Linked DNA regions of Mus musculus: regions 1, 3, 4, 5 and 6 are each linked to region 2. Evidence: chromatin contacts called from public HiCAR-type, HiChIP or PLAC-seq and Micro-C data. All regions are on one chromosome and are shown on one strand. Each heading gives the region's core, a stretch centred on a gene start, on an enhancer-like site or on the middle of the called end of the contact. The rest is flanking DNA. Distances are from core to core; before and after follow the strand shown.

Region 1 (2,911 bases), core at 302-2,801, 260 kb before region 2:
GAAATAGGCAGCACTGCTAACACTCTGACTACTAGGCAGTACTAAATGAAACAGAATTTACACCAGTACATGCTGAATTTCCTCCACTGGCATAATATACAAGATTAAGTTGATCTACTTGAGTTTAATGTATTTTTAGCATCTCCTTAGAAGGGAAATTTGATGAAATGAGTGCTATTACTGGGAATCTACCTTTATTTAAATTGTGAAGATTAATAAATTACAAAAAAAAATCCAACCAAAGCCCAGACACACATATTAAGAGCATAAATAGTAATAATGAACATAAAGGCTTTATTTTAAATAATATCCAGTTTGCTAAATATTTTAAGGTACTAAGAAATGAATTCTGCCTTCTTCCACCATTGTCAGGTTTCAAGGATTGCTGCTTGTGTTTTCTCACTGGTTCCCTAATTTCTTTGTATTCTTTAGCTTTCAATCTGAAGTAGAATTCAAGAAAAAAATATAAAGGTAAGGTAAGTGGACTAAAAAAACCCTATACTTTCAATCAGTGATTTTGTAACTGTTGGTAAATAATATTAAAAAGGAAAAAGTGAATATAACTGGGTATAAAGTATTTATTACAATGTTAATTATGAAATTTACATACATATGCACCATGTACAAGTGAAATGTACATGCATATTTGCAAATACATATGTGAACATTTTAAAGTAAAAGCAATTTGGAGTTATCATAAAAATGTTCCAAACAAGTATCTTTATGGCCAAAATATTGCATTTGGATATATTTAACATGTGCTTGTGTGTGAGTATATTAGTGAACACGTACAGAAATGCTCCTGTAGCATTATTGAGAACAAAACTGAAAGCCTACACCATCAACATAACAAATACATAAAAGCATAATATCGCCATTTAAAAACAGTACTATGGACAAAACATTTGCTTAAAAATAAAACATTCCTTATAGGGCCTTAAATAAAGATTTCAAAGAATACATACATCAAGGATTGGTTGAGAGTCTGCACAAGTTAACAATATATTATTTGACACGTGAGCATCTCAAAAGAAACAGATGGATAACATAATGTGTTTCTAGTAAGACATTCATAAATTTGGTAGGCAGTTTTAAATGTTACACATTCAAAAACATAAAAAAGTGTTTTGGCATTTTAATACTTTTCCTTTAAGTATTATAACTTTATTAGATAAGTACACTCAAGTTATTAGAACTTAATTTCAAATGTTCAAAAACCAAAGGCTGAATCCATTCAGCCAAGACGTAGATAAGAGCAGCACACCTAGAGGAAGGTGTGCAGGCCCAGCTGGCATCCTCCGAGTCCCTCACACTGTAGAAGGGGAGTCTATCTTCCAAAGGAAGGTGCAATGCAAAGGGTATTAACTGCCAACAAGATAAAGCCTTTATAAATACCAAGCTCATCAAGAAATGTTCTGAGGTCTCAGAACTAGTTTAAAAAAGAAAATAAAAAAGAAATTACATAACACCATGATACAGAGGCAAGCACTGAGAAGAGAATAGGGGGATTTGCACGGGTATGACTGAATCCCCAACACTCTCAACCAGCACCAAAATAGCACAGAGCCTCCCCTGGGTGTTTATGTGAGAAAAAAGCAGAGGAATAAAAACTGACACAGAGACTGGGCAGCTGGCTATAGTCACCAATCAACAAAAGTCGCTTCCTCCCACACATTTACTTTTCAAAGAGCATCATTCAAATGCATGCCTCAGAAAAAGCACAAGCAATCTTCAGATGATCTGAAATACATACAATATATGTATTTCTCTTCTACAGTGAACCTCTTTTAAAAAACAAAACAAACAAAACAAACAAAAAACCCATACCTGTCTAGTCAGGATTTCTATTGCTGCAGCAAAACACCATGACAAAAATTAAAAAAAAAAAAAAAAAACCAAGCTGGGGAGGAAAGGGTTTTATTCAGCTTACACTTCCTCCTTGCTGTTTATCATCAAAGGAAGTCAGACAGGAACTCAAACAGTACAAGAACCTGAAAGCATGAGCTGATGCAGAGGCTATGGAGGGGTGCTATTTACTGGTTTGCTTCTCATGGCTTACTTAGTCTGCTTTCTTACAGAACTACCAGCCCAGGGATGGCACCACCCACAATGAGCTGGGCCATCCCCCACTGATTGAAGCTGGATCTCACACAGGCATTTCCTAATTGAGGCTTCTTCCTCTCTGATGACTCTTGTTTGTGTCAATTTAACACACAAAACCAACCAATACCTGTGTGTTATTTTGTTGTTTATTTACAGCTACACATATTTACTTTTGATGGTGGTTTTAGTTGAAGACTGAACCTAAAGACTCAGCATGCATTTCACCACTGAACTATGTCTCCATTTTCATACATAAAATGTTAAGGATCTAGAATTGCTTCTGTCAAAAAGTTACAAAGATGAAATTGTTTGTTTCACAGAGGATGTACCAAAGCAAAACCCATTCAAAGAAGCATTTTAAGCTATTTGATATAAATTATCAAACAACTTACACTTTGACAAATTACCTAAGTAGCCTAAAACAAACAAACAAACAAACAAACAAACAAAAAACCAACCCAACCTATCATACTGAACTAGGAATTAGAATATCTGGACTGTGATACCAGTTGACTACATGACCATAGGAAACTCATTACCCTTTCTGAGACTCTAAGGTAAAGAATAAATCACCTATGTTCATAAGATGGCTTGATGGCTATTGAGATATATGAAGTATACTTCCTAACTCTAAAAACTGCATCGGTGCTGGGGAGATAACTCAGAGGGTGAAGCACCTACACAGGCACGGGGACCTGAATTCAAATCCTTCAGACCTTGTACGTAAAGCTGAAGCCAGGAGCACACATCTGTAACCCCAACACTCTTTCACAGGGAGACAGGAAACAGAGACAGCCGGATCCCCAGA
Region 2 (2,866 bases), core at 127-2,626:
ACAACAACAAAACCAAAAGGATATCGACTTAGAAATGTCCTTATTTGAGTGTACCTACAACCTTGTTTGTAAAGCCGCAATGAGTGGGAGTCTTGGAAAAGACCACAATTAAGACAATCACTAAATAACATGGTATACTTACACTAGGATCACTGCAGTGTTAGTCACCGTTGTTACTGTGCAACGCACACAACACATTGCTACACATACTTGATTCAGAATTGAGTACTGTGAAAATATTTTTAAGAAAGGCCAACATAATAATGTTTTATTGATCTAGGAACTCTGGCACTGAAAGCGTGAACAACCCAAGGTAACGATGTCGTCACCAAGGGACAAGCATAGAGCCCAAATCCCTTGACTCCTAGGCTGATGTTTTCCACTAATTGTGTTCCTTTCTACTCATACGAGAGCTTCAAGTGTGAAGGGCTGGGGAAGGCAGAAGACCTATTATGAGCCAAATCGAGGTGGGGGGTGCTCTGAAGGTCTTCAGCAGTCGCCGTTGACACTCTTCTTTGTTTTGGCTGAGCAAGATGAAAGCGGCAACCACAGACCCCAGGGACCAAGAACTGGAACTAGGTACCGCCTGTTGTGGTAACTCTCTTTTCTTCAGTCGGGGCCTGCCCTTTCTCATCTCTTCCTTCTAGTCAAGCTCTAACGCTCTCCCTCCGACTCCATCGGTCCCTATCTTCCCTCCTTCACCCCCTTTGCACACAACTGCTTTGTATTTTCGTTGAACGGGGACCTCCTGGTGCTCCCTCCAGCTTTAGCAGGGATTCCAGGAGCCTGGTGGTGTTCTCTAGAGCCATGGGCTAGTTAGCATTGTAACACGCGATTCAGTTGAGAAACTACGGTGGGAGCCAGGGCAAACGCGCGTGTCGAGTGGGCGTTGGGGTTCCTCAGGACAAAGCACAATTAGACAATGAGGACCTTGCCTCCCTCCCGGACGCCTAACACAGCTTCCCTCGGGCACCCACGGAGCGTGCGTGTTTACACTTCTCTACACCCGGCGGCGGATCCGGGGGGCATTCCAAACCGTTACTCCGCCCGCTGGGGTGGGACCAGCCCAACGGCTGAGACTGCGCTCTGGGCGGACTACAAATCCCAGAAGGCCTCGCGCCGCAGGGGGGCGGGCGGCGGCTTACCTGCCTGCCGCGCTTCCCTTTGGTTCCTATTGCTTTCTCACTGCGAGAAGTATCATTCCTACAGCTGAGGGCTGCCTCTGGGGAGAACTAGCAGCCTCGACACCAAAACCCTCGTGTTCCCCCTCTTCCCGCCTCAGTCCTGGCTATGTCTGACTCCTTCGCCGGAGTCGGGTGCTACGGCTAGGGAGGGAAGCCCGTGAGAGCAGTTCGGGCGCACTTCCGCCTCTGCGCTCCGGAAGGTAGGGCGCAGGCGCTTACTGCGACTCCGGAGCGACTGACTTCCGTTCCCACTGTGCCCCGCGAGCCGAATCATGGATCACACTGGTAAGGAGGCGGAGGCAGCGGGGGTCCTAGTTTCTTGCCCCCGTGGCTCGTGTGGGACTGGTCGCCCAGCAGGCACAAGGGGCTATGCTCGCCCCACTGCGCCGGGACGTGGCGGAGAGGAAGCAAGCTCAGACCCGGTCCCGGGCTGAGTCTGCTGCTTCCCGGCCTACCCTCCGGAGCGGTGCCTCCATCCTGGAGACCGGCAGCACGGCTCCTTTGGTGCCGCTGAGCTCGTTTCGGGACCCTCCTCCGCGCAGACTTGTTGGAAAGGGAGGGTCCCAGTTTTGTTTTTGTTTTTGTTCTCATTCCGGTTGCTTTGCACTTTTGCTGGGGAAATAGGCGGGCGTTTTCCACTCTCGGAATTGGAGAAGCGTCCGGACTCTGGGCGAGAGTGGGTTGGAGACTTCCTGCTGCCTCTCGGCTTCGGGCGGCTGCTGCAGTGGTCACCGCCTGTGGTTATTGTCTTGTTGGCTTTTCGCGGACTAGTGGTTAGAGAAGAGAGTCGGATATAGTTTTCGAAGTTATAAGCGGAGCATCTTTTCTACCGGAACTCAAAGCATGCCCGGTCCTTCGGCCGTGGTCCTTTCGCATCTTTTGGGGACATCGCATATTACGAGTAGCTTCAAACCTCATTTCTGCTGGCTTCGTTTTCTTGGTTTTAGTTTTAGCACTTGGCTTTGAGTGCTTCAGACAGTTTTATCGCCAAGCAGGAGGAAAGGCTTTTTCTTTAGGAATTGACTGAGTGCGCCCAGTCTTCAAACACTAAGTTATATAATTGCATGCAGATACTTGTAGGCTTGGAGATAGAATGGTGGAATGGTAAACAATAAGACTACGTTCTTGTCTTCGAGTTTTCATTCTGTCAAAGGAGACAAGCAGATTGGTTTCTTCTTTAACAGCTGTTTACAATTTGTGGTGAGAACTTTTAGAAACAGGTGCTTGCCGGGCAGTGGTGGCGCACGCCTTTGATCTCAGCACTTGGGAGGCAGAGGCAGGCGAATTTCTAAGTTTGAGGCAAGCCTGGTCTACAGAGTGAGTTCCAGGACAGCCAGGACTACACAGAGAAACCCTGTCTCGAAAAACCAAAAAAAAAAAAAAAAGAAAAGAAAAGAAAAGAGAGAGAAATGAATGCCCATGGAGTAGGAAGTTTCAGAGTGCCAGGGAAAGGTGTTTTTGGAATGGTAGGAAGGTATAGAGAGGACCAAATGTCGGTAGACTAGTTAGCTTTAAGTTGAGAAGGAGAACACAAATTACCTTTTTCAGGACTTTGAAAATCATGATAAAGGGTTTAAGTGGCTATGAAGCAACAATTTTGACTCTTCTATGGAGAATGGTGTAGGAGAGGAACAACAGAAGTAAGTATAAATCATCTATGGGTGGTTGCAGTGCCACAGAGG
Region 3 (3,233 bases), core at 60-2,559, 430 kb after region 2:
GGTTTCTTTGGCCTTCTTGCAGGTAAACAGCCACTTTATGATACGGGCGTTCCTTTCTACTACCGAGGTGGTGCTAGGCACCTGCTCCAGGAGTTCCTCTTCTTGCAACCCGTCCTCGCTGTGCCTGGAAAAGCTACTATCAGAAGCAGCCATGCTCACGCTACGCACTTTGAGTGTAACACAGTCGGATCCAGCAGAAAAGTTCTCCCTCCCGAGAGCCTCCACTACGTCAGGGTCCAGGCCACAATACTTGAAGAAGGTGTCGGACTCAGCCTTGGCTATCGAGTAGCGGGAGCTGAGATCTGACTGAGAGCGCTGCAATCCTTTGCTACGCGACACCCGCAGCTGCACACCGGAGCATCCGACAGGAACCCTGGGAGCCACTTCAAAAGGCAAGGCTGGGGACTTCACAGCTACTACAGGGGTTGGAGGTGGTAACATAGAGGCTGGTCTGGTGGCTGCTGCCTGGCTCGACTTAGTCCAAGTGGCCTCTGTTTCCTTCGTCGTCTTATCTTCATTCGCCACCCTGGTCTTCTCAGCTGGGGACTTCACGGCTACAACAGGGGTTGGAGGTGGTAACATAGAGGCTGGTCTGGCGGCTGCTGCCTGGCTCGACTTAGTCCAAGTGGCCTCTGTTTCCTTCGTCGTCTTATCTTCATTCGCCACCCTGGTCTTCTCAGCTGGGGACTTCACGGCTACAACAGGGGTTGGAGGTGGTAACATAGAGGCTGGTCTGGCGGCTGCTGCCTGGCTCGACTTAGTCCAAGTGGCCTCTGTTTCCTTCGTCGTCTTATCCTCATCCGCCACCCTGGTCGTCTCAGGGGCCACTGCCATTTTGTCCTTGCCAGACCCCTGGAAAAACTTCTTCATCAGTCCCACTCTGGAACAGTCTGCATCTGACCCTCGTACGAATTCACATTTCTGCCGATAGATGACCAACGAATCAGGTCTCAGAGGCTTTCGAGCGATAGCCCTGCGTGCTACAGGAGCTGGGGCAAGAGCCGAAGGGATCGGGTTGCGGTGCTGCACCCCTGGGGCCTCAGGGACCCTGTGTTCAGATACAGGACCCCGGCTAGATCCCAGCGTGCTGCGAACATACTTGGCGCGGTCCGCTGCCAGTCTCTCCACAGCGCTCTTGTTCGCTGGCCGCGGGGTGAGAGTGTCCTCCGCTGCCCTGGGGTCCCCGAGAGGTGGCCGCATTCTAGCAAGCGAGTCCAGGGTCGGCAGGGCGCGCATTCTTGCAGGACTCGAACCCACCAGGCTGGTGTCCAGTAGAGACTACTTAAGTTCCGGCGCCACCCTGCCCGAGTCCGTTCCGAAGTCCGCAAGGGGTGGGGAAACACGCCCTACGGCCCCTCCGCCCAGATCCGGAGTTGGGGCGAGCCAGAGTGGCTGGGAAAGGTGAATCATTCCGGCGCCAGCTGGCTCCTCCCACCCAGGACTTGAACCTCCTACACCTGCTGTCCCCGCCCCTTACCTTTTGGTTTCCCGGGCACGAACCCACAACCCCACCCCCAGCCTCCTGTCAGGTGCCCTATCTCTTGTTTCCTACTTACTACATCCAAACATCCCTTGTCTCCAGCCAATACTCGCAAATCTTCTCCTCTGTCTTACCGTCCCCCGACCCCACACTCCCTCTTCTGGAAGGTGGGGAAGTTTCACAAGGTGAGGCTGCGAGGGACCAAGCCTGCTTGCTCAGCGCCAGGCATCTCAGGCTTCCTTCTAGCTTTCAGAGTCTTTGAGGTCTTTCTTTACTGGGGGCTCAAGAGTCCAGAGATAAGGGTCAGAAAGAAGCGCTCCGCCCAGCCCCCCCGCATCCACCTTTACACATACACACAAACAATATGTCCTTTTAATTCTTAAAGTGACCTCATTACATTTGGAAATTTTCCGTTTTATTTCTGTAGTTTTTTTTGTACGATTTGGAGGAAATAGGGTACGAAAGAAAACATTTACCATGTCAAGATTAGTGTGGGCTGACAGAACCCAAGAACCACCTGAGACCCGACTTAAATCCACAAGTCATTGGCTGGTGCCACAAGTCTCATTACCATATTGTTGTTGTTATTATTATTAAGAAAAACCCTAACACCTGTAAGAATCAACCCTGGTGATTAGAAAACCTAGGGCTTGCCAACAAGGGAAATCAGCCCAAGATTGTAGAAAGCTTAAGAAGATATTTCCAAAATTCCATCGATCATAGAGTTGGACAGAAGACTGAAAGTATCTGCCAGACAAGTGAAATGCTCACGTTATCTCCTTTGTGGGGGCGGTCTTGGGTCTTGGGTCGTGCTGACCAGTCCAAGCTGCAGTTAAATGCTCTGGACATACAGTTGCAGGGTTTAGTCCAATTCTTTCTGGAAAAGAGCTTTGAGTGCCATTGTACCACAGGAGGGGTAGAGAAGCCTTCCTAAAAAGAGAGGCGCATAGCAAGTGTGTTTAGTGAGCCACGGGAGAACCACGTGGGGACCCAAGTCAGCCGAAAGTCAGAAAGTCAGACTGTCCACATAGTCTGGTTGGAAATGAGGAAATGAGATACCTTTTTTTTTTCCTTGTTGGAAATTGGGTCGGTACTCAATAACTTATGAGGGTCAGAGAGAAATAAAGAGAATATAAGACAGAAGACCCAGAGAATGAGTACCTAGAATGGGTTACTTTCTCCCATGGAGTCAAGAAGGCCTACACACCACGTCTGGCATCTATGTCAGAGGAAGCAGCCCTCCCACTTGAGGGAATCCTTGTTGTGACTCCTGGCAAAGGCAGCTATGAAGGGACTGTAAGCACCTATGCCCTTCTTATGTCTGAACTTGGCATCACCATCACTAATCACTTATTTTTGGAAAGGTAGCCAACCTTTCTTCTTGGGTCTTTGTTTTGTCATCTGTTAATCCTGTTTCCATGTTTCCAGTGTCCATTCTGATTCAGAAGGTCTGAGAACTATGATATAGCAGATAGAGGGGTAGAGGCTAGGTCTGTGCTCAGCTTCCTGAAGAAGCTGAAACACAAACTATTGATCGTGTAAAGTACTGCTCACTGTGTTCATCTGCTGGCTTTCCAGTTAGTGAGATGGTGTCTTAGTTAGGGTTTCCATTACTGAGAAGAGACACCATGTTCAAACCTACTCTTACAAAGGACAACATTTAATAGGTCCTGGCTTACAGGTTCTGAGGTTCAGTCCATTATCTTGGCAGGAAGCATGGCAGCACCCAGACAGGCATGGTCTAGAGGAGCTG
Region 4 (2,777 bases), core at 106-2,605, 340 kb before region 2:
GGTCTCTGTCAAACGCCTTCCCTTTTGAGATAAAAGCTGTCACATTCACTTGAAAGCCTAAATTGCTAAACATAGCAGGAGAATCAGAAGTATTAGGCCTGTTCCTGCCATAAAGTGATTTCTGGGTTAAAACCTCTAGGTATGTCTCAGTTTTTACAGTTTGTATGATTATTATAATTTGTTTCCCCATGGAATACTAAGAAGTTAGAGGAGTAAAAGGCCTAGGGATAGTTCCATCTTGCTAAGATACATAACAAATATGAGAGATGACTTCTACACTATATATATATATACTATGTATATCTATACACTATGTGTGTCTAAGTGGCTTTATTAATTAGAATCTCAAGCATTATGAGCACTTACTCCAAAACTTAATTGAACCCTAATCACTAGACTGGTTTGAGGTAAATTTAAAATGCACTGCCACTAGGAAACCTGGCAGGCAGGCAGCCTAGGAGGCCATTCCATCAGCAAGGCGTACCTTGTTATAGTCTTAGTGATTCCATCGAGCTCATCAGAGGAAGGAGGATTACGTCCTCCCGGAGGAAAAACCAAGTTGATGGGATCGAAGAGGCGTGATAGGGATTTTGAGAGATAAGCAGCCTCATATGGTTGCAGTGAATCTTTCAAAGCCTTTTCTGGACTGTGAGAACAAAACAAAACAAAACAAAAAATTAAAAAGGTAACTAATAGCTATAAACTGTAGTTGTAACAAGAATTTCTTTTAAAAAGTTATAAGCACATTTACAAGCATGCTTCATAACTGAACACCTACTAAAGATCACATGAGCATTTTAAATGCAAAACTTAGCTATCTAGTGTAGTATGTAGTGTATTGGCAGTCCCCTGAAACTAAAAGAATATTGCAAGAGCCTTTTATTTCTAGCCTGTTTATAGACGATCAAAGCATACCCAAGATGCAGTCAGCAGATTCCTCCCACACTAGCTCAACCTTGTAACTCATAGCTACCATGCTCCATAAAGCCTACAAACTGAGGGCTAGGGTACGGAGGTACCTTCCTTGGATTTCCAGTCTTGGAACACTGCAAGAATGAAGACAAAAGAAAGAAGTATTTGTGACAGTCCTGTAACAGCATACATGTCCTCAAGTGGAATTGCTTTACTAAACTCTTCTTTGCCATTCGCTGATGCTAACCATCTCTGCAGGCTCCTATTTAGCAGGCAATGACTAGATCTTATACTGTTCTTTTAGTTACTAGTAAAGGCCTTTCAGCACTACTAAGAAGTGTTTTACTCCTAGGATTAACTGCCTGTCTCTTCCTAGCTCCTGCTTACAATCCCTTCAGCAACCTTTCCACTCCCTTCTTTTTCCTTAGAGAATAAACCTCCTGTTGAGGTTTGGTCTTGCTATCTATTGTAATGCTAAGTAAGGGCCCCCAAGACCCGGAGTCTGCAAGGAGACCCAGGTGACCCTGCCCCTAATTTATTTTATTTCTGATTGGTTTAAAAAAAAAAACAAAACAAGCTGACAATAGCAAACAGCTGGGCAGAAAAGACAGAGGTGGGGCTTAGGTTTTCAGGGCTCAAGGCTGGAGGAGCCAGGAGGAGGTGGAGGAGGAAAGAAGCCACCATGGGCTAGTTGAGACATAAAAAAATGTTGCCCCAAAGGCTGGCCAACTGGAGTTAAGAGCAGCCCAGATGAAACATAGTAAATAATAACTCAAGATTATCGATAGGAAAGTAGATTTTAATAGCAAAGAGGGTAGTCTGACCGGCCCTTGTGCTGTTTAAGGCTTGTTGTAAATATAAAGGTTGTGTGTGTCTTTTATCCAGGAACTGAATGGTCTTAGGAAGGGTTAGAAACACTGGGTCGGGTTTAAGTAATTTCTACGACGACTTCCCTCCATCTTACAGGTCAACCTTGACAACATCTGACCTGCTCTCTGGGTATAGGCAACAGTCTCTCCTCTCTCTACCTTCCTGTCAACCTGTTACAAACTTACAGGTCAAACTGCTCTTGGCTCCTGAAGCACAATTCTAGTCATGGCTTGACGCTTTCTCCCTCAGTAAGTACTGGTCCCCACACAGATTTCCTGGGAATAGGCAGCGGGCACTTTGATAAGAGCCGAGGGGAGTTTACGTCTAGTGAAGAGCGAGTCAGGTGAAGTTCAAGTACAGAGGTGCCTGGTGACTTCTGAATGTGCCACTCTTTCCTAGCTCCCCTCTCTTCCCTCAAGTATCACTAAGTGTCTGCAGTCTACCAAGTATTTCCTGAACATGGAAATTCTGCAATGCACTGCAATAGCTCCCAATTGCTAGGCCATCTGTTTAACCCCTACATTGTACATTTAGATCTATGATTCACTTCTAGTTCATTTTTCTATACACTGTCACAAAAAAAGGTCCAATTTCATCTTTTTGCATATGACTATTGTTTGAGTACCATTTGTGAATGACTACTCCTCCTGTATTAAATGTTCATTATGTTCCTTTTTAAAATCAAATTAACACAGACAATGCAGCTCTTTCTACATTTCGAATTCTAATTTATCATCATGGCAGTACCAAACCATTACTATTAGAATAGGAGATGTCCCCTACAGACATTGGGAGCTGAGCTGCTAGTAATGGGTTTGGGGAAGCTCCCTAAACTTAACAAATGGACGAAATCCTTGATGGTCTAATCATACAAATGGTATTACTGAGAAAAGGGTAGAAAGTTGGCAGTGGTGCCAAGGGGAAGAAGTAGATCACTGGGAGCAAGCCCCCAGGAGCAACATGCTATCCTCTGCTCCTGGGCGGCTGTGAGGTGA
Region 5 (3,136 bases), core at 77-2,576, 300 kb before region 2:
TATGTACAACATAAAAACAATCTATGTTTGTAGTAAGAAAAGTAAATATCACATAATCATGTGGGACTATGATCACAAAATAAAATGAAGATAGTTTCCTTAAAATGGAAAGAGGATAAAATGTTTTACATATTCAAAATTAATTTTACAAGAATAACAAGGACAAGCCCCCAAACTGAATTCAGTTAATATACTCAATAAAATTATCTGGGTATCAAATTAACAACATGCTGCAAACAGCTCAAATAATTTTAAGTCACAGAACACTTACTTTGGTAGTGTACAGACATGCTATGGGCAAACAACTGCAAGGAAATTATGAACACAACAGGTTTGCCACACACGGAGTCTGGCGTAGCAGCCTTGCAGCTAGTCTAGATACATCTGCAAAAGCAGCAACAGAGCTTTGCTTATAGCATCCAAGTTGTTATTTCTACAGCATTCCTCCTAAACTCAACCAATCAAACCAGAGCTCACTGTTAAAAAACAGATTTCACAACTAGAATATGAAAATATGCAAAACCACTATCTACTGTGCCAAATTATTTATCAAAGCCACAACAGCAAAAAGCAAAACAAACAAACAAACAAACAAACAAAAACAAAACCCTATGGACTTGACTGGAGTGGGGCTGGTGCTAGACCACAAGCCTGCCACTCACATGGAGGTGCTGTCACTTCAAAGGCCTGTGGCGGTCTGTAGCACACAGGCCTGTAGCTCTCCTGCTCTCTGGGTCAGAGCTAAGAAGCTATGATGAGCTATGTTTTGGAGCAACTCTATAGCTGAAACAGCTTATGGTCCTACCCAGTACTTGGCTCCTGTCATGTACACCATGCAGAAGAAAATGATGTAATATGTAACTTCCTACAATTAATTCCCTGAAAGATCAAAAAGTCAAAATTTCCCACTGTGTTCAGGGGATTCCTCTGAAACCTAGTGCCCTTCCACGCTTTCCAAGTAAACTGCCTCTCCCACTCGGTTTTCTTTTTTTTTTTTTTTTTTTTTTTTAGATTTATTTATTTATTATATGTAAGTACACTGTAGCTGTCTTCAGACACTCCAGAAGAGGGCGTCAGATCTTGTTACAGATGGTTGTGAGCCACCATGTGGTTGCTGGGATTTGAACTCTAGACCTTTGGAAGAACAGTCGGGTGCTCTTACCCACTGAGCCATCTCACCAGCCCCCCACTCGGTTTTCTTTAAGCTAACTTTCCTAGTGTCCTCATAATGGTCCTGATTTCACTCCCATTTCAAGATTGGATCCTAGCTCACAAGGTGCTTGTTAGTCTCAGAGTCACAGGACAAATGGCTGAGGTGGCTATTAACATACCAAAGCAGAGGCCTACCAGCCATCCCAGCACTTCTCATCCCACCCCTACCCCAAAACTCTTCCTCCCAGGGGTTGGGTTTCCATCCCCCCACCCCCCACCCCACCCCAGCCTGACCCCTATGTAACTCAGCCATTTTGGCTACTCTGGTCTCTTGGCCTCTGGGCTCAGACCATGTCTAGGTTGGTGGTTGTCTCTTCTCTTGCTCTCTCCCTCCCTCCCTCCCTCCCTCCCTCCCTCCCTCCCTCCCTCCCTCCCTCTATCCTCTCATGGGCTGAGTTAGTCTGCCGGCCATGGCCCTGTTCAGCCTGGACTGTTCCCTCAGCTGCTTTCCCTGTGTCTACAATAGAAATCTTCCCCATCCTTCACAGGTGGCCATTGGCTTTTCATTCAGTCTTGAGGCTTTCTTGCTTAATGAAGCTCATTCCTAAAGGACAGTTGGCTTTATGGCCCCTCCTTTCCCAAACCAGTTGTTCTCCATCTCTTTGTTATAAGTTTCCTCAAAACAAGTTGGGGAAAAAAGTCAGGCCATCTAAAATAATACTAGTAACAACGGATTTTACAACTGATCAAAAAATAAGCCATGAATAAATAAGGAGAAACATGCATTTTAAAAGGAAAAGGGGGCGGCAAAATGACTCAGAAGGTAAAGATGCTTGCAGCCAAGCATGGCAAACTAAGTTTAAGTCCTAAGCCTCACAGAGAATCACTTCCATGCAGGTAGCATGGCATTCATGTACTCACATACACACAGAAAGAAATAAAGCATAATTAAAAATAAAATAAAAGCCACCACAAGGCAAAGAGAGGCCATGAAAGCAGAGTGGGGCGGTGCAACTCTTGTGGAGCTCACACCCTACTAATACATAGGCCAGCAGCAGTACCAGTCTTGGGCGTCCTCTCTCCTTTTCAAATAATAAGGCAGTTAAATTATTAAGTGCATGTCCTGCTTTGCTCTGCTGTATTATGTTGAAAACTTAAAAAATTTTTTAACCTTTACTGAAGTTCAAAGGAGTTAGTCTTGAGACTCAGAAGAGACTTCCAAATTGGACTTGAAGGAAACACTGAACTGTTATGACTATGAGAACACTTAGACACTTTGCTGTGTGTGATGGGTGTGACCTTTGGGGAACAGAAGGGGGTTGTTATAATCTGATTGCCCCTCAAAGGGTCATGTCCTGAAAGCTTAAGGCCCCCGCTGGTAGCACTACTAGAAATGAGTGTAAACTTAACAAAGTAGGTCTAATTAAAAGTGCATCGCTATGGAACATGCCTTTGCAGGACATATTTTTCTGTTCTCCTTTTCTCTCTTTTGCTTCCTGGCTGCCACAAGGTGAGTACTCATCTCCACCACATACTCCTGCCACCATGATGTTTTACATAACTGGGGCAGGTGAGTACAAAGAAGCTGAGTATCCAGTGACTCTGTCTAGCCTGAGCTACATACACAACCCTTAGCGCCCTGTACTCCCACCTGCCGCAGGTCCCTGTACACCATGTTTCAAACAATGGAATAGGTATAGGTCACTTCTACCAACTTCTAATCAGCTACACTTTTGTGATCAACCATATCCTGGAACATCTGGAAACTTTTGCTCATGTTCAATAAGGCAAATTGTTTCTACTGAGTGAAATGGGGTTTGTGGTTTTTGGTTTTTGTTTTGTTTGTTTTTTTTTTTTTTGAGTTTTTTTGAGTTTTTCAAGACAGGGTTTCTCTGTATAGCCCTGGCTGTCCTGGAACTCACTTTGTAGACCAGGCTGGCCTCGAACTCAGAAATCCGCCTGCCTCTGCCTCCCGAGTGCTGGG
Region 6 (2,793 bases), core at 251-2,750, 400 kb before region 2:
AGCACAGCCTTCATCGGGAGGGCATACTACTGCCTAGTTTTCAAGACTGAGCCAGTTTTCAGAAACACATTTGGTCAGTGTGTGTAAAAGCCTTCCATGCAGCATGCTGGACTCACAGCATTGTTATACATGTTTACTATTAAGATCTTTCCAGCCTATAGGGTTGGCCACATTTTTAGTGTGAATATTTTCTATGGGTTATTATGTGAAAAATCTGGAAATCTACAGAATAAATAGCCATATGAGCACCACCGGTGACCTTATATTTTAGCATCTACTACTGAAGTCATTAAGCTGTGTGATGTTTTCAGAACCAAGTGTTTCATAGTGGAAAGATCAACTTCATTAAGTTGATATATTTTAGATTATGCATATGAACTAGCTCACTATCCCTCCTTTTGAGCTGGTCTGCAGGAAGCTCAACCCAAGACCTGGTGGTCAGCTGCATCTGCCTGAGCTCCCTCACCCATTCCCCAATCTCACCACTGAGCTGTTTTAGTCAATAGCTGTGTATGTTTATATTATATTCTATACTTTTCAAACTAGATTGAATTGAAAATGTACATGAACAGCTGGGCCTAGTGGTGCATACTTTTAATCCCAGCACTCTGGAGGCAGAGGGAGGTAGACAGAGATCCTGAGTTATAGGCTAGCCTGATCTACAAAGTGAATTCTAGGACAGCCAGGGCTCTGTTACACAGAGAAACCTTGCCACCCACCCCGCCACCCCCGAAAAAAACAAAACCAGAAAAGAACAAAAATGTACATGAATAAAATTTTCAGAAAAAAAAAACCCATGCCTGTATTAGAATGCATTTCCTAGTGTTTCTGCTTAATATGCTTCTGCAAGAATAGGAAGTTAGAAAGCACACATCAGCTCAACCTGTGAATTAAAATTCAACAGAGAAAAACATACATTTCCACTATGGTATTAGCTACCGTATATAATGCTAGATGGTTCTCTGATTTAAACAATAACTTCTAAGATGATCCATCTCATAGTGGAATTGTTAGAATATAAAATGAATGTTGACAATGTTGTAAAGCTTAACCCAAATAGGAGGAAAGGACTGACCTGCTAGTAAGATGATTCGCTTACAATAATAAAGAGTAAGGTCTCACCTAAATGACCTCAGCATCCGATAGGACTTTCCCAGATCCGACACTCGCCTGCAAAGGGGGCCCACAGCCAACTCCATCTAAAACATGAAAAGACAGTCCATAGCTTTATATGTCTGACTCTGAAGGCTGGACCTGTCACATGATCTGTATTTGTCAGTTTTTCCTGAAATGAACAATGAAGAGAAGAGTGAGTTATCTGGGCTCATAGCTTCTGAGGTTCAGTCCATCATGAAGGCACGGAGGGGCAGAACAGCTCATCAGGTGGTGGCCAGCAAACAGAGAATGCCGGTGCTGCTGGCATGCTTCCTTCCCTCTCAGCTCCAGCCCAGCTGAGGATGGCTGGACCTAGCTCAGGGCAGGCTCCTCCCTCAGGAAACCCTCTCTAGAAACCCTCCTGTGCTTTACTGAGCTCCTAGGACATTTGCAAGCCAATCAACTCACAGATTAGCCATGACTTTACCTCAATCCAGAGAAGTTGTGATCTTTATAAACTTAATGTTAACTGCTATGAAACAAGTTCAGGAAGCCACTTACGTTTATTAAAAGGTAAAGACTTTAATGACGTTTACATTTCTTACTAAAGAGGCCCAAGATGAGATATTTTGATGTTGCTAAGTAAGAGAAGTAGTTCAAATTCTGTCTGTGATGGTTTGAATATGGTTGGCCCAGGGAGTGGCACTATTAAAACCTGTGATCGCCGGGCGTGGTGGCGCACACCTTTAATCCCAGCACTTGGGAGGCAGAGGCAGGCGGATTTCTGAGTTCGAGGCCAGCCTGGTCTACAAAGTGAGTTCCAGGACAGCCAGGGCTACACAGAGAAACCCTGTCTCGAAAAAATAAATAAATAAATAAATAAATAAATAAATAAATAAATAAATGGCAGACTCTGAATTGGTCAGTCTAAATTCTTTATAAAAAAAAATAAAAAAAAATAAATAAATAAAACCTGTGATCTTGTTGGAGTAGGTGTGGCCTTGGAGTAGATGTGTCACTGTGGGTGTGTGCTTTAAGACTCTCATCCTAGCTGCCTAGATGCCAGTCTTCCACTAGCCGCCTTCAGATGAAGTTGTAGAACTCTCAGCTCCGCCTGCACCATGCCTGCCTGGATGCTGCCATGCTTCCCACAGTGAAGATAATGACTGAACCTCTGAACCTGTAAGCTAGCTCCAAATATATGTTGTCCTTTATAAGACTTACCTTGGTCATGGTGTCTGTTCACAGCAGTGAAACCCTATCTAAGACACTGTCTTAGTTGAAATATCGAGAAAAAAAGCTTTCTAGACTATGCTCTGTATTCTATATAGGCACTGCAAGTCTCCAAAGTCAGTAGAACCAATGACGATTCTTACCAGTCAGTATGGTCCAAGTGACTATAAAGTTTAGCTCTCAAGATTTCAGTGCCATGTAAGTGGCAGAATTCTAAACTATAGTCACTATAAGGTGACCTAGTCTTAGCTCAGTCGTAAGTCAGGTGGAGATGATAATACGTGCTTGGTATAATTACAGAAGCTACATGTATAGACTCTGCTTGCATGACACAGAAGTACTCAGTGCTAAGCTGGTGCTGACACATGGCTCAGGGGTTAAGGACTCTTGAAGAGGAGCAGGGTTTAGTTCTCAGCACCCACATGGTGGCTCACAACTGCTTGTAACTCCACTGCCAGGGATCTG

The links. Hi-C and Micro-C count contacts between places; a contact is called where the count stands out from the background. HiCAR-type assays count read pairs that join an accessible place to other places. HiChIP or PLAC-seq counts read pairs in DNA pulled down with a chosen protein or histone mark.
Region 1: a HiCAR-type map of embryonic stem cells shows a contact between it and region 2, with 4 times the contacts expected there. The contact joins the enhancer-like site here to the promoter of Cbll1 in region 2. A contact is called at or near these places in 2 of 39 promoter capture datasets (stem cell-derived epiblast-like cells and trophoblast stem cells), 10 of 115 datasets of contacts at active chromatin or transcription factors (the SCID.adh cell line, acute myeloid leukemia, embryonic stem cells and 2 more) and 1 of 9 other capture datasets (adipose tissue).
Region 3: a contact with region 2 is called in an H3K27ac HiChIP or PLAC-seq map of extraembryonic endoderm stem cells, with 8 times the contacts expected there. The contact joins the promoter of Fam110c here to the promoter of Cbll1 in region 2. A contact is called at or near these places in 1 of 39 promoter capture datasets (cranial neural crest), 6 of 115 datasets of contacts at active chromatin or transcription factors (cardiomyocytes, embryonic stem cells, extraembryonic endoderm stem cells and 2 more) and 1 of 9 other capture datasets (embryonic stem cells).
Region 4: a contact with region 2 is called in a Micro-C map of embryonic stem cells, with 2.4 times the contacts expected there. The contact joins the enhancer-like site here to the promoter of Cbll1 in region 2. A contact is called at or near these places in 5 of 39 promoter capture datasets (the 3T3-L1 cell line, 3T3-L1-derived adipocytes, cranial neural crest and 2 more), 2 of 484 Hi-C or Micro-C datasets (cerebral cortex and embryonic stem cells), 8 of 115 datasets of contacts at active chromatin or transcription factors (the NIH/3T3 cell line, the SCID.adh cell line, acute myeloid leukemia and 3 more) and 1 of 9 other capture datasets (embryonic stem cells).
Region 5: a contact with region 2 is called in an H3K4me3 HiChIP or PLAC-seq map of embryonic stem cells, with 17 read pairs. The contact joins the enhancer-like site here to the promoter of Cbll1 in region 2. A contact is called at or near these places in 14 of 39 promoter capture datasets (the 3T3-L1 cell line, the C10 cell line, the HPC-7 cell line and 10 more), 7 of 484 Hi-C or Micro-C datasets (the NIH/3T3 cell line, cortical neurons and embryonic stem cells), 5 of 115 datasets of contacts at active chromatin or transcription factors (astrocytes, embryonic stem cells and stem cell-derived neural progenitor cells) and 1 of 9 other capture datasets (embryonic stem cells).
Region 6: an H3K4me3 HiChIP or PLAC-seq map of embryonic stem cells shows a contact between it and region 2, with 32 read pairs. The contact joins the enhancer-like site here to the promoter of Cbll1 in region 2. A contact is called at or near these places in 6 of 39 promoter capture datasets (HPC-7-derived erythroid cells, cranial neural crest, embryonic stem cells and 3 more), 3 of 15 datasets of contacts at CTCF or cohesin (the NIH/3T3 cell line and stem cell-derived epiblast-like cells), 24 of 484 Hi-C or Micro-C datasets (the AML12 cell line, the HPC-5 cell line, the N1E-115 cell line and 15 more), 34 of 115 datasets of contacts at active chromatin or transcription factors (the 230-238 cell line, the NIH/3T3 cell line, the SCID.adh cell line and 22 more) and 3 of 9 other capture datasets (adipose tissue, liver and pancreatic islet).

What each region holds. Positions count from the first base shown.
Region 1 is chr12:31,755,226-31,758,136 of GRCm38.p6, reverse strand. All of the region lies in intron 6 of Cog5 (component of oligomeric golgi complex 5), which reads right to left. Among named protein-coding and RNA genes, the nearest start is that of Gpr22, 43 kb to the right of the region's middle. Within about 2 kb of position 1,551, at least 27 of the 459 cell types and tissues checked have an H3K27ac peak or open chromatin away from gene starts, as enhancers often do.
Region 2 is chr12:31,498,126-31,500,991 of GRCm38.p6, reverse strand. Cbll1 (Casitas B-lineage lymphoma-like 1) reads left to right here and starts at 1,376. Exons shown (of 6, transcript NM_001253847.1): 1 at 1,376-1,469. The coding sequence starts at 1,457. It overlaps Gm40362 (a long non-coding RNA gene), which reads right to left and starts at 1,372. Exons shown (of 2, transcript XR_872643.3): 1 at 1,146-1,372.
Region 3 is chr12:31,072,044-31,075,276 of GRCm38.p6, reverse strand. Fam110c (family with sequence similarity 110, member C) reads right to left here and starts at 1,309. Exons shown (of 2, transcript NM_027828.2): 1 at 1-1,309. The coding sequence starts at 1,236.
Region 4 is chr12:31,835,064-31,837,840 of GRCm38.p6, reverse strand. Cog5 (component of oligomeric golgi complex 5) reads right to left here. Exons shown (of 23, transcript NM_001163126.1): 13 at 485-646. Among named protein-coding and RNA genes, the nearest start is that of Hbp1, 110 kb to the left of the region's middle. Within about 2 kb of position 1,355, at least 17 of the 459 cell types and tissues checked have an H3K27ac peak or open chromatin away from gene starts, as enhancers often do. A contact at or near this core is called in embryonic stem cells, where this site is marked.
Region 5 is chr12:31,798,726-31,801,861 of GRCm38.p6, reverse strand. The region is part of intron 8 of Cog5 (component of oligomeric golgi complex 5); the gene reads right to left. Among named protein-coding and RNA genes, the nearest start is that of Gpr22, 86 kb to the right of the region's middle. Within about 2 kb of position 1,326, at least 4 of the 459 cell types and tissues checked have an H3K27ac peak or open chromatin away from gene starts, as enhancers often do. A contact at or near this core is called in embryonic stem cells, where this site is marked.
Region 6 is chr12:31,899,303-31,902,095 of GRCm38.p6, reverse strand. Cog5 (component of oligomeric golgi complex 5) reads right to left here. Exons shown (of 23, transcript NM_001163126.1): 19 at 1,123-1,199. Among named protein-coding and RNA genes, the nearest start is that of Hbp1, 50 kb to the left of the region's middle. Within about 2 kb of position 1,500, at least 14 of the 459 cell types and tissues checked have an H3K27ac peak or open chromatin away from gene starts, as enhancers often do. A contact at or near this core is called in differentiating embryonic stem cells, embryonic stem cells and stem cell-derived epiblast-like cells, where this site is marked.